Regions from separate parts of the Sus scrofa genome. Here region 2 is linked to region 1. A link is a contact called in public Hi-C data. All regions are on one chromosome and are shown on one strand. The core of a region is the stretch at or near the end of the contact, and the rest is flanking DNA. Distances in the headings are between cores, read along the strand shown. Region 1 has its middle 26 kb from the start of PRSS38. Region 2 holds the start of WNT9A (protein Wnt-9a).

Region 1 (5,507 bases), core at 145-2,644:
CTCCAAGGAGCCATTCTGAAGATTCATGGACCTCAGTCAGGGTCAGTGGGGTGGATGAGCTGAAAGTTGGGATCGGATCAGGCTGTTTCTGATGCCTTGGAGTTTCTATCCAAGGACAGTGTAGCAGGAAAATGTCAGGAATAGTACTAGGATCCTACCTGAGGACCAGCCCACCCACAGTGTCCCCTACTCACCCTTCACCTCCATGGACTCCATGCCAGACCCACCCAGGATACACCTAGGAAGCCAGGAAGGAGAGGCCTGGCCCTGCAACAGGCACAGAGTGTCTGTAAGTTGCCATGGAGTCCTGGCATTAGTCCCAGGTGTGGTCATCATTGCCCCTCAGGCCTGTTGTAGTTCTGATCCATGCCTTCCCTGCTCAGAGCCTGGACCCAGAGGCTGGGCCAAGTAGCTTCCACCTGCCTGAAGCCCTAGCCAGGCCTAAACCCAGCCATGGGCAGTGTCACTATTCCTCTCATTCCACTCCATCTCCCATCCTTGTCCCCAGCCCTTTCTAGGAGGGCTCAAGCCCCACTGAGCTATAACTCCATTATCACCCAGGTCTCTGACTCCTGTCCTGGCTCCTGTGGCCCTCCAGGCACCTGTGTGAGACCCCATTTATTTCCAGCCAAGGCACCTAGGAGGCCCATAAAATCATGAAAAATGAAACATTTGTTGTCCTAAGCTACCAAGTTTGGAAATGGCTTATTATGAAGCAAAAACTAACTTATACATAATAAGAGGTAGTAAGAGCGGGATTTGAAGGAATATAGGGCTAAAGTTCTGTAGTAGGGTAAGATTGGGCAACTGGGATAAACCTGGATTCTCTTACTGCCAGTGGTTACACTCCCCACACCATGGCTAGCATCCTTCTCCAAAACAACCTAAACTGATGAAACTGTGAATTATTTCCACTGTAGAAGGACCTGGTGTGGGAAGAAATGCTCCTCACTCCTGAGTCCCCTGGCCTGAGGGAAAGCTGTGACTGTTATAAAGGGAAAGGAAGCAAAGGAGTATAAGCCAGAACATCCAGGTCTCTCTCTGGGTGCATGGAGACCAGACTGGCAGGTTCTGGGCAAGGTGGAAGGCACACAGGAGCTAGGTCAACCCTGTTGGGGAGCTTTGTCTGGGCCCAAGGACAGTCCTCCTGGGCAGTGAATTCAAGAAGAAGCCATTTAGAGGCCTGGTCCAAGGATCCCCAGCTGTAGTCTGTGTGGAGGAGCCCTGGACATAGGTCTGTGGTGGCCCACTTTCCTGGGCCTCAGTTTCCCAGCTGTAAAAGGAGGGCTAAACTAAGTTTTCCCTGGGTGATGACTTGAGCAGGGAGTATGTGGCCTGTGCTCCTCCCAGACAGAGCTTCCCCCACCCACAGCTGGTTCCCATTAGAGCAGGGCTCAGATCCCACTGGTTAAGTGAACTTGTCAGGCAAATGAGGAAACCTGATCCTTCACTCATTCCACATTCCAGCCCTGAGAGCAGGCGGAGCAGCATGTTCCTGTCTCTTTAACCCTGCCCTCCTGGACATTTATTCTCAACCATCTCCAGAGGGCAGGCAGAGATTCCAAGGAAGAGGATCCCTGGATGTGGCCCATTCCAGCAAGAGAGCTATTTGGAGAGCCCCATTCTCATGGCCTAGCTTCTGGGGCCACTGGCTTTTGGCTGGAATCCTGTTGACCTAAAACAAATAGACTGTCAGTTATTTACCCAGCAAAGATCAGTTTATTCAGGATCAGCAGAGAATTGAAATTCAGCGTCTGCAACCATGGTAAGCCACGTGAAAGTTCCTGCACAGCAAGGGAAGGAGAACTCTTCTGTAGAGAGGAAAAGAAAGTTGGGAGGGCTCTAGTAAACAAGGAATCTATGGCTTTTCATTGGCTGAATCTTTTCCAGAAAAGAAAGTATACAGATTGGAAACTTATTGAGGTCACATTTGAGTGAAAAGGAGGAGTAGGAGGGAGCACTCTTAGGTACTTTTTAATATAAAGTCCATATGTTATCAAGATTGTAGATATTAGAGGAGTTCCCTGGTGGCCCACTGCTGTGGTTCAGGTATTGTTACTGCTGTGGTTCAGATATTGTCACCGCTGTGGTTCAGGTTTGATCTCTGGCCCAGGAACTTCCACATGCCACAGGCACTTGAGATCATCTGAAGCATTATGCCACCATCAGAGGATTGACAACGGACTTCTAACAGACCTGGTCTGGATATCTTGGGAAAGCTGTCTCATAAAATGTCATCTGCTTCAATTCCAGAAAATCTTTACTTTCAGGTCACCAGATGATGTGCAGTTCTAATCAGGGTTTGATGCTTTCTTTAGGTGTGTCATATGAGTCCAAGAATCTTCCCTGGAGTTTGATGGCATAAGAGTTGGTTTAGAAGTACCTGATAGGGCCTAAAAAGTGGTATTGAAGATAGTCTTTCTGGAGTTGTATTTTCTAACAGAAAAAGTCTCCAGTTTTCAAGTATGCTGCTTAAGGTCTTCATCTCTTGAGAATGCACTGTGAAAATATTATTCTACCAAAACATGGTTATTGTAAATAGAAGAGATTAGGTCTTTGCAAAATTGGAGTATCTTTCTTTTTATCAGCAGTGGGTAAAAGAAAGTGGGAGGCAAGTACATTGAGCATCCTGTGACTATCTAAATGGGTGAGAGTTTATGAGTTCCAAAAAGAGTGGATCTGGGATTTTAAAGGATGAACAGCAATGCCTTTGGTCAAAGTATTATGAGAGCCTCTATAAATTTTGCCAGTTGAATCTTAATAATGCTATTAGTGAATTTTATTAAACCAGAGTGTTGAAGGTGATAAGTGCAGTAAAAAGTTTTAAAACCAGCCAACAGGTACAGCTCTGTAAAAGTACCTGGACAGTAAAACGAGTCCCTTGATCACTGCGAATTTGAGAGGAGTTCCCCAGGTACAGACAGTTTTTTTCCAAAAGGGCTTTAGCTACAAAAGAGGGAAGGCTTCAGTTCCGTGTGAAAATACACAGACCACAACTAAAATGTATTTACATCCACTAGACAGAGAAAGTTGTGTGAAACCTATTTGCCAGGGCTCAAATGGTCCATTAGACAATTTAAAATATCCAGGAGCAATGCAAACAGGCTTCCTTGGAGTAGATTTTGGACAAATGGAGCAAGTTAAGTAGGCAATTTTGCAGTCTTATTAATGTTTTCCCACCATCATTGATCACGAAAGCTATCATTTTGTCAGTGGACCAATGCATTCATGTACAGTGTATCCATGTACAGTGGTGAGGAGTGGGGATTTTAGAATTTCCACTAGGATTGGGATGTATTTGCTCTCAACCACAGCTTTCTTTTTATTGAACCAACAATTGTTGGATTTCCAATCTTGTTTTTCCTTTTCTGAAGCCAGTTTTTCAGCTTCTTTAGCCAGTTTTTCTAAGCTATCATTTGGGGGAAATATTCCTTTGGACCATGACAGAGGTTGGTTTCTTTAAAGACAATATTCCTTGCAGAAATGTCAACAAGGTGATTTCCCTTAGCTTCCAGAAAGTCACGTTTAGAATGCCCCAGAATCTTAATAATAACTAAAGCATCAGGTAAAATGTTTTATCTAATAATTTCTGAACATAGGGGCCATTTTAATTTTTACTTTTTCTAGAAGTAAGGAAGCCACATTGCTTCCACAATATCCCCAAATCATGGGCTGTTCTGAAAACATCTACTATCAGCATAAATATTGGCAGTTTTGTCCTTGGCTAAAGTACAAGCCCATGTAAGAGTATGTTGGGCTGAAGTAGTCATAGATAAAGATGTTGCCTCAACAACACCAAGAGGAGTTGCAATAGCATATCCAGCACAATATTTACCATTGTCAGCTTTTAAATAAGAATCATCAGTGAACCATGAAATTCAGGACTACCCAGAGTAGGTTCAAGTAAATTATCACAAGGAGTCAGGAGGTGGTCCATCAGCATTAAGCAGTTGTGGGGGACTTCATCAGTGATGGAAGGGAGAGGAGTAGCAGGGTTAAAATTACTATGATGTAAAAGCAATACATGAGGATCAGTTAACAAAAGGACTTCAAAGGGGGGGGCAGCTGACTGAGAAATAGTGAGTATGGTGAGAATTCAGGAGGGCTTCAATTGTATGAGGTACAAAAATGATTAAAGATTTTCTCCTGTGGCCTTAACCAAAAGGGCAGTGACAGTAATGGCTCTAAGGCAAAGAGGGTTATCTCCATGCCACAGACTCTAGATTCTAGCTACAGTACTCTGTGTGTTGATGGTGGTCCCCTTGTTTGGGGGTGAGTACTCCAAGGGCATTCCTTTCCTTTTTACATACAAAAAGGAAAAAGAGAATCTGATAATTGTGGTGCCCAAGGGCAGATGGGTTCATCAAACTCTCCTTTAAGGACTTAAAACTTATATTGTTTGATCCTTCCCATAAAATTGGGTTGGAGTCGTTATCATTTAGTCAAAAATACAGAGGTTTGGCCTTAAGAGAGAAATCTGGAATCCAATTTCACCAATAACTAACTAGCCCAAGAAAAACCTTGCAGGTGGTTGTTAGTTTCCAGTTTGGGGAAACTTAGGACACCCATGAAACCTATCTGAATCTAGGTATAGCCCTTGTTCTGTTATCAGATGCCCTAAATATCAAACCGGAACCTGGGTTTGGTCAAGCTGCAATTTTCCCTTAGTGATCTTATATTCCATTAAGGCTAAAAATTTTAGCAAGTGAATGTTGCCCTCCTGTGAGGAGGCTTGAGAATGAGAGCAAAGAAGCAAATCATTCACATATTGTAACAGAGTAGAAACTTAGGAAACTTTATATCATCCAAATAAGCATTCCGGATTTGTGATAAACAAGGACTCTCAGTAAAGCCCTGAGGCATTACTGTCCAGGTAAATTGTTCTTCTTACCAAGTGAAGGCAAAAATGTATTGGCTAGCTCTATCAGCTGAAGTACTAAATAATGCAGTGCACAGATCAATTACAGTAAAGAATTTGCCTCCAGTGGGAATGGACGTTAGTTAGTACAAGGGTTAGGAACAACAGGGTGTCAAGGGATAACAATATTGTTTATCCCTCTGAAGTCCTGGATGAACCTTGGCCCTTGGTTCTTAGATTTTATTACTGATGAAACGGGAGTGCTACAGGGGCTAGTATGAGGGATAATAAGGTCTTGAAATTTGTAATCTTCCAGTATGGGCCTTGTGATTTAAAGAGCTTCTTTACCTTTATTGCTATAATTCTGGGAAGAGGTTTTTCAAAGCTATACTTGAATCTTGATTGTGAATTTGCCAAAATCAATTGGAGGTCTTGCCCAAAGGAGGATGGTAGCTGGTTCAATAGGGACAGATTATCAGTGTTTCCAGAATCAGCTCTTCTATGAGACAGAGCAAAGAAAAAGTGTCAAAAACATTTGATTCACCTGATTGGTTATTTTGATGGTTACTATCAAATTCTAGACTTATTTCCTCTTTTCGGAGAAAGAAATTCCCACACAATACTTTTTTAAAGAAGTCTTGTTCTCATA
Region 2 (5,519 bases), core at 719-3,218, 180 kb before region 1:
CCAGACAAGAAACCTCTACTCCCCATGGAAGTGAGCCCTCTAAGGCTTGCAGTGCCTTCCAAACACATATTTACAATCTCACACTTCATTTTTCTTGGACACAATCTCTGTGCCTATAAACACGTCATCACTCACACCTCCTCACCCCATGCCTCATACTTCCCGGGTGTAAGAGCCATGTCTTCAGGTGGAGGCCCTGATAGTGTGCTGAGGCCTTTGGAGGTGGGGATGACAGGGTGTCCCCAAGCTCTGCAGCCTGGGTGGGCTGAAGCTGCTTTGGTTGGTGTTCTCTTTTGCCATGCCAGCCCTGTTGGTGAGATGGCTGAGTGTGGTATGAGCAGATGAGGGCATCAGATATCCCCCTCCCAGAGAAGGAATCCCTGGAGTAGGAAATGACGTGAGGCTGGTCACACCCACAGAGAGGCAGAACGATGGGTGGAGGTTTCCACAGTGTGACACCACAACTTAGAAAAAGACATGGCTCCCTGGAGTTGGATGGGTCACAGATGGGAACACTGAGGCCCAGAGAGGAAGTGATTTGCTTAGTCCCCATCTCCTTCCCACCCTCTTCTCACCCAGTCAAGCACCAAAAATTCCCCAGGCAGGATGAGGTATGTCCACCAGGATGGCCTTCTAAGAGGGGCGTCCTGCTTCACATGTCTTTGTCAGGTATATTTTTTGTCCTTTTGTTTTGCCTCAGAGCACTGCCCTGAGATAGGTCACCAGGTGGTAGATCCTCAGAGACCACTAGCCCAGCCTTTGAAGGTGCTCAGGCCCCCAGACCCTGGGTCACTGTGGCGGGAAACAGAACTCTGACTTCAGGTGTCTGATATACAGCTGGACTCTCCCTCTCAGGCTCCTCCCTTCCCACACCTCTGGCAGCACTGGCCATGGAAGTGAAAGCTAGTCGTCTGAAGGCTAGCATTTAGGGGACTCCTACCCCACAGCCTGTACCCTACAGCGGTGCTCTTCTCCGTGGTTTGTGGCTGTTGACATGGAGAACCCCTGGCCCAGGGGCTTCTAAGCGTTCTCCTTGATCCCATCCTCTATCTGGTAATTTGTCTTATCTGTTTTAATTACAGCTTGGGGCTTTGCCTTGCTTCAGCTGTGGCTCTGCGTTCTCTGTGTGCCCAGCGGCTCATCTTGCCTCTACCGGCAGCCTTCGTCCAGTTCTCACAGTTTCTGAGACAGAGGTCGCCCCAGGATCAGCGCGGGCAGTGATCTCAGCCTCTAGTTCACCTCTCTCAATTTAAATGTAGGGAGACAGCTCCCAAAAGGTCGAGTGACTCGACCTGCCTGCACCATCCCTAGTCAGGTTGTCTCACTCTCAGGCCTACAAACCAGGGAGCAGCGCTCCTCTGGCCTCCCTTTTTAAAAGTCATGCTTCGCAAAGTGCAGGGGCATCACCTGCTGGCTAGTCTCCTCTTTCAGGAAAACTCCCCCTTCTTGAAAACTCCCTCCGGAGCGCTCCAGCTCTGGGCTGACACCCGAGTCCCCTGCGGCACCACCCCCTGGCTTCCCAGCCAAGAGCTCCGCCCTGGCCCCGCCTCGGGCCACACCCCGCCACCTCTGCGGCCCCAGGTTCCCCCATCCCCAGATCCCCTAACGCTCCCACCCCTTGCTCCCACTCCAACGGCTGTACAAGGACCGCCCCGCCCTCTAGCCCCAGGCCACCAATGCTCCGCCTCGGCTCCGCCCCCACGGCCGCGCCGGGGGCTTGTTCCCTTCCCCCGGCCCTCACCGCGCTCCGGCCCCTCCCGCCTCTTCCGGCCGACCGGGTTCCCACCCGCCTCCTCGCGTGCCTTCCTCCCCACGCGCGGGGCGCGGCCGGAGACCCGAGTGGCCGGGTTGCAACAAGGCTGGGCGGTGCACTGGCTCGGGTTTCGGCCCGCCCCCGGCGCCGGCGTGACTCCTCCCCGGGCGCGGGCGGGGCCGGGCCAGCTGGCCGGCGCCCCGCCCCCGGCCTGGCGCTCCGGGCGCTATAAGAGGGCGGCGGCCGCGGGGCGCCCTGCGCGGGGCCGGGAGCGCGATGGTCAGCCGCCGCGGCGCGGCAAGATGCTGGATGGGCCCCTGCTGGCGCGCTGGCTGGCCGCGGCCTTCGCGCTGACTCTGCTGCTTGCCGCGCTGCGCCCCTCGGCCGCCTACTTCGGGTAGGTGCCTCGGCGGCCCGGCGGGCGGGGCAGGGCGGGCGGGCCCGGCCGGAGGCCGGCGGGACGCGAGGGCGGGGGCGACCCAGGTGCGTGGGGCGCGGTGCCCAGCCTAGTGAGGGCCGTCGGGTTGCCTGGAGCGGTTTGTTTGCGACGCTCGCGTCGCCGGATCCCGAGTCGGTGTCCCTTTGGCGCGGCGTGAGGAAAGGGGCTGGCGTACCCGACGGGCTGGCGCGAGGCCCCGGTCCTCCGTGACCCCGGAGCCGTAATCACTGGGGCCGCGCCCGCGACCGTGCGCGGGGCTCCCTGGAGCTCTGAGACCAACCTTTGGTCCCCGCTCTCTTAGGCCGGGATTTCTTGCCAAAAGTCTGGAGCCTCCCCGGCCCCTGCACACCTCCCCCCCCCTTGCAGTTTCCCCCTCCTTTCTCTCATCGAGAAGTTAATTTAACAACAACAAAAAAATACGTACAAAATCCAGATGTTCCTTGCACTGAGCCCCAAAGGGGGGAAAAAAACTACAGTCTGGAGGAATTTTATTTTTCTTGCGCTTTTCTTCTGACGCTTGTTCGGGCCCGGCCTGAGGGAGCGCGTCTGTGGGACCCTGTCCAGTGCACAGGGGCCAGCTGGGCTGTGAATGCTGCCTCCCGGCCGTCTCCAGGGTCGCTGCCACATGTGCTTCTCCAAAGCAGCAGTTTGCGTGGTTTTGGCGTGTCTCTCTTCGACGTTCCTTCCTGCCCTTCCTCATTCCTCCCTCCTAGTTCTTGGATGTCCAGCCGGGCAAGCATTGGGGACTCTTTCTGTGTTCAGGTCTGGGTGGCATCTTGCGGGCAGCCATATGGTTCTCCTCAGACTACTCACCTTCTGCTCCCTCACCACTCCTGCTTAGCTCCTGTCCTGTGTGCCCTGCGGCCGCTCCCGGGCTGTCGTCCTCCTCCCGTTGTCACCTGTTCTCTCTCCTCTGGCCCGGGCGCCGCCGCGCAGCGGCCTGGCCAGCAGAGGGCCCCGTTGGTCCAGAAATGTGCCACTGATAGGGTGGGGAGAGGCCGACTGGGCGAGGAGCCCTGCAGGTGTATCCTGTTCTCAAAGAAAATAAAATATTTTCATGGGAAACTTTCCCTTTGTGTTTTTCTCCCCCACCTTCTCCTGTTCCTTTCTCCTGAGTTGTCTTCCAGGGTCAGCTCCCTGTCTCCTTCTCCTGGAGACCCCACCCCTCAGCCAGGGCTGTGGCTTTGGGTTTGGCCCGCCTGGGGCCCAGGCCATGTAGAGGCTGGCACGCCCCTGCATGCCATCTGTGCAGCCTTTGCCTCACCCTCTCGGGCACAGGGAGGGTCAGAGGATGGCTGTCTGGCTGCAGGTCCACGGTGAGTCACGATGGCCTGTCAGCCAGCTGTGCCTTCTCGCTTTCCCGGCCCAGCCATGGGTCTGCTCACCAGGCTTCAGACACACCCTGGGCTTGTCTGCGCCACACTGTGCTTTGGTTGGAGTCTCCTTGCTGCTGGCTTTCCTTCTGGGGAAGATCAGATCCACAGGGTGGCAGTCCAGGTCCTGGCTCCCACCCCCATCCCCACCCCCACAGCATCCTTCTCTTTCTCCATGCTTTCTCTGTGCTTTGTACCTCCAGGAAAGTCTGTTTAGCTCCCTTGAAGGGAATAAGTCCCTTCCTACAGTGGATGTATGGCAAGTAGGGAGGGCTTAGAGCCCCTGTGTCTCCTCTGGCCAGCCCCTTTGACCCTACTCTTTGACCCCAAAATCCCCATCAAGTGAGGCTTCTCAAGTCCTGCCCCATGGGTAGCATAGGAAGCAGTTGTGCTGCCCTGGGGACAGCTGGCTCTGCTGGGGGTATCCCCTCACCCCTGCCCCCTGCACTAGACTGCTAGAGAGACAGGACTCAACTTGGTGGAATGGAGGTCCTGGAGAGGGACAGACTCTGTTCCAGCCAAAAAGGCAGAGGAGGGAAGGGGCCTGGTCCTGGAGGAGTCTGCTCCTGGTGTGCTCTGCAGGATAGCACAGGCATGGAGGCCCCGCCTCTGGCTAGTAGTGACCAGATGAACTTGGGTTTGGGGCCCTTTCTCCTGGCCCAGTAAAGGGGCAGGAGCCAGGGGGGAGGTGGGGAGGAGATGGTCCAAGGCAGGCAGGGCAGGGCAGGGCTGGGCCAGAGCCAGGGGGCCTCCCTGTGCCTTGTACTAGGGCTTCCCTCCCCACCCTAGTACAGAGGGAGCGCACGGGCCAGCCTGGGGTGGGGTGGGGGTGGCGGGGAGCTGGGATCCAGGCCCTCCTCTCCCTTCTCCCTTCCCCCACTCCCCCGCTCTGAAAGCTCTGCCTGGCACAGAGGCTCACAGGCAAGGCAGCTCCAGTTACAGCCCAGAAACCCAGAGAGGCTGGCCTGGGGGAGGATCACGTGGGCAGTGGGAGCCCTCCCTGCCCCACCTACACCCCCCCCCCGCCCCCAGGCTGCAACCCTACCTGCCTTACTCCTCCTGTCCTTCTCAGGCTGTGGCCACTAGGAAGACCCCTCTAGGTCACCTGCCTGCCATGGGGAAGGAGCTCTCCTCTCTCCCTCCCTGGCCTGACCCTGCTTCTGGTGTGATTGGCAGGTGGTGTTTCCATCTGGTTCTCCTGGGGCTACAGAGATGTATGTGCTTTGGGGTCCTATACAGCTTGGCCTGAAGCCCTCTTGGAAGGAAGTGGAGCCTGGCTCTGAGCAGAAAGAGGCTGTCTCAAGGTCTTGTGGCGAGTTTGAGATACAAACTCAGACACCTCTCCTGCTGCCAACCACCACCCACCTCTGCCCTGGCTGTGGATCTGGGTGGGCTCACCCATACTCTGTTCCTATCTTGATGTTATCCTCAGGTGAGAAGATGGAGCTAAGGAGTGGGCCAAAACCTGCTCAGGAAGGGTTGCCCCAAGGCCTTAGAGCAAGCCATCTTTGTGCTTCTCTGAGTATGGAGCCAGGGTCTGGGTCTGGGGATTTTGGGGATCTGTGCCTGCCAGAGCTGGGACTGGGCTCCCTGGCACCTCACTGCCTTTTTCTTAGAGATCCTGTGTGTGTTTACGTGCTGAGCCATCTCCCAGCAGAGGCCCCTGGGGATGCAAGCATCCAGGGACTGACCAGGCAAAGGGAGGCCCAAGGCTTCCTACATGATTAATCTCCAAAAGAAGTAAGAAGGGGCACAATGAGCCTTGAGGCTCTTTCAATACTCCATGTTGGCTTAAATACTCCATGTTACATAGGAAACATTTGCAGGCTGGCTTAGGGGGTGTGGGGCCTTTCTGTGAGGTCTATGGGCTGGCCCTAGCTCTCTGGTCCAGGCAGCCTGGAGGCCTGCATGGAGGAGGCAGCATGAGGCTTGGCACCCAAGGGCCTCCCTTGTC

The links. Hi-C and Micro-C count contacts between places; a contact is called where the count stands out from the background.
Region 2: a Hi-C map of omental adipose tissue shows a contact between it and region 1, with 1.4 times the contacts expected there. The contact joins the promoter of WNT9A here to the enhancer-like site in region 1. A contact is called at or near these places in 2 of 5 promoter capture datasets (fetal liver and fetal skeletal muscle), 2 of 47 Hi-C or Micro-C datasets (omental adipose tissue and skeletal muscle) and 1 of 2 datasets of contacts at active chromatin or transcription factors (skeletal muscle).

What each region holds. Positions count from the first base shown.
Region 1 is chr2:50,943,413-50,948,919 of Sscrofa11.1, reverse strand. No RefSeq gene overlaps it. Among named protein-coding and RNA genes, the nearest start is that of PRSS38, 26 kb to the left of the region's middle. Within about 2 kb of position 1,394, at least 10 of the 83 cell types and tissues checked have an H3K27ac peak or open chromatin away from gene starts, as enhancers often do. A contact at or near this core is called in omental adipose tissue, where this site is marked.
Region 2 is chr2:51,124,795-51,130,313 of Sscrofa11.1, reverse strand. It overlaps WNT9A (protein Wnt-9a), which reads left to right and starts at 1,968. Exons shown (of 4, transcript XM_003123611.5): 1 at 1,968-2,150. The coding sequence starts at 2,056.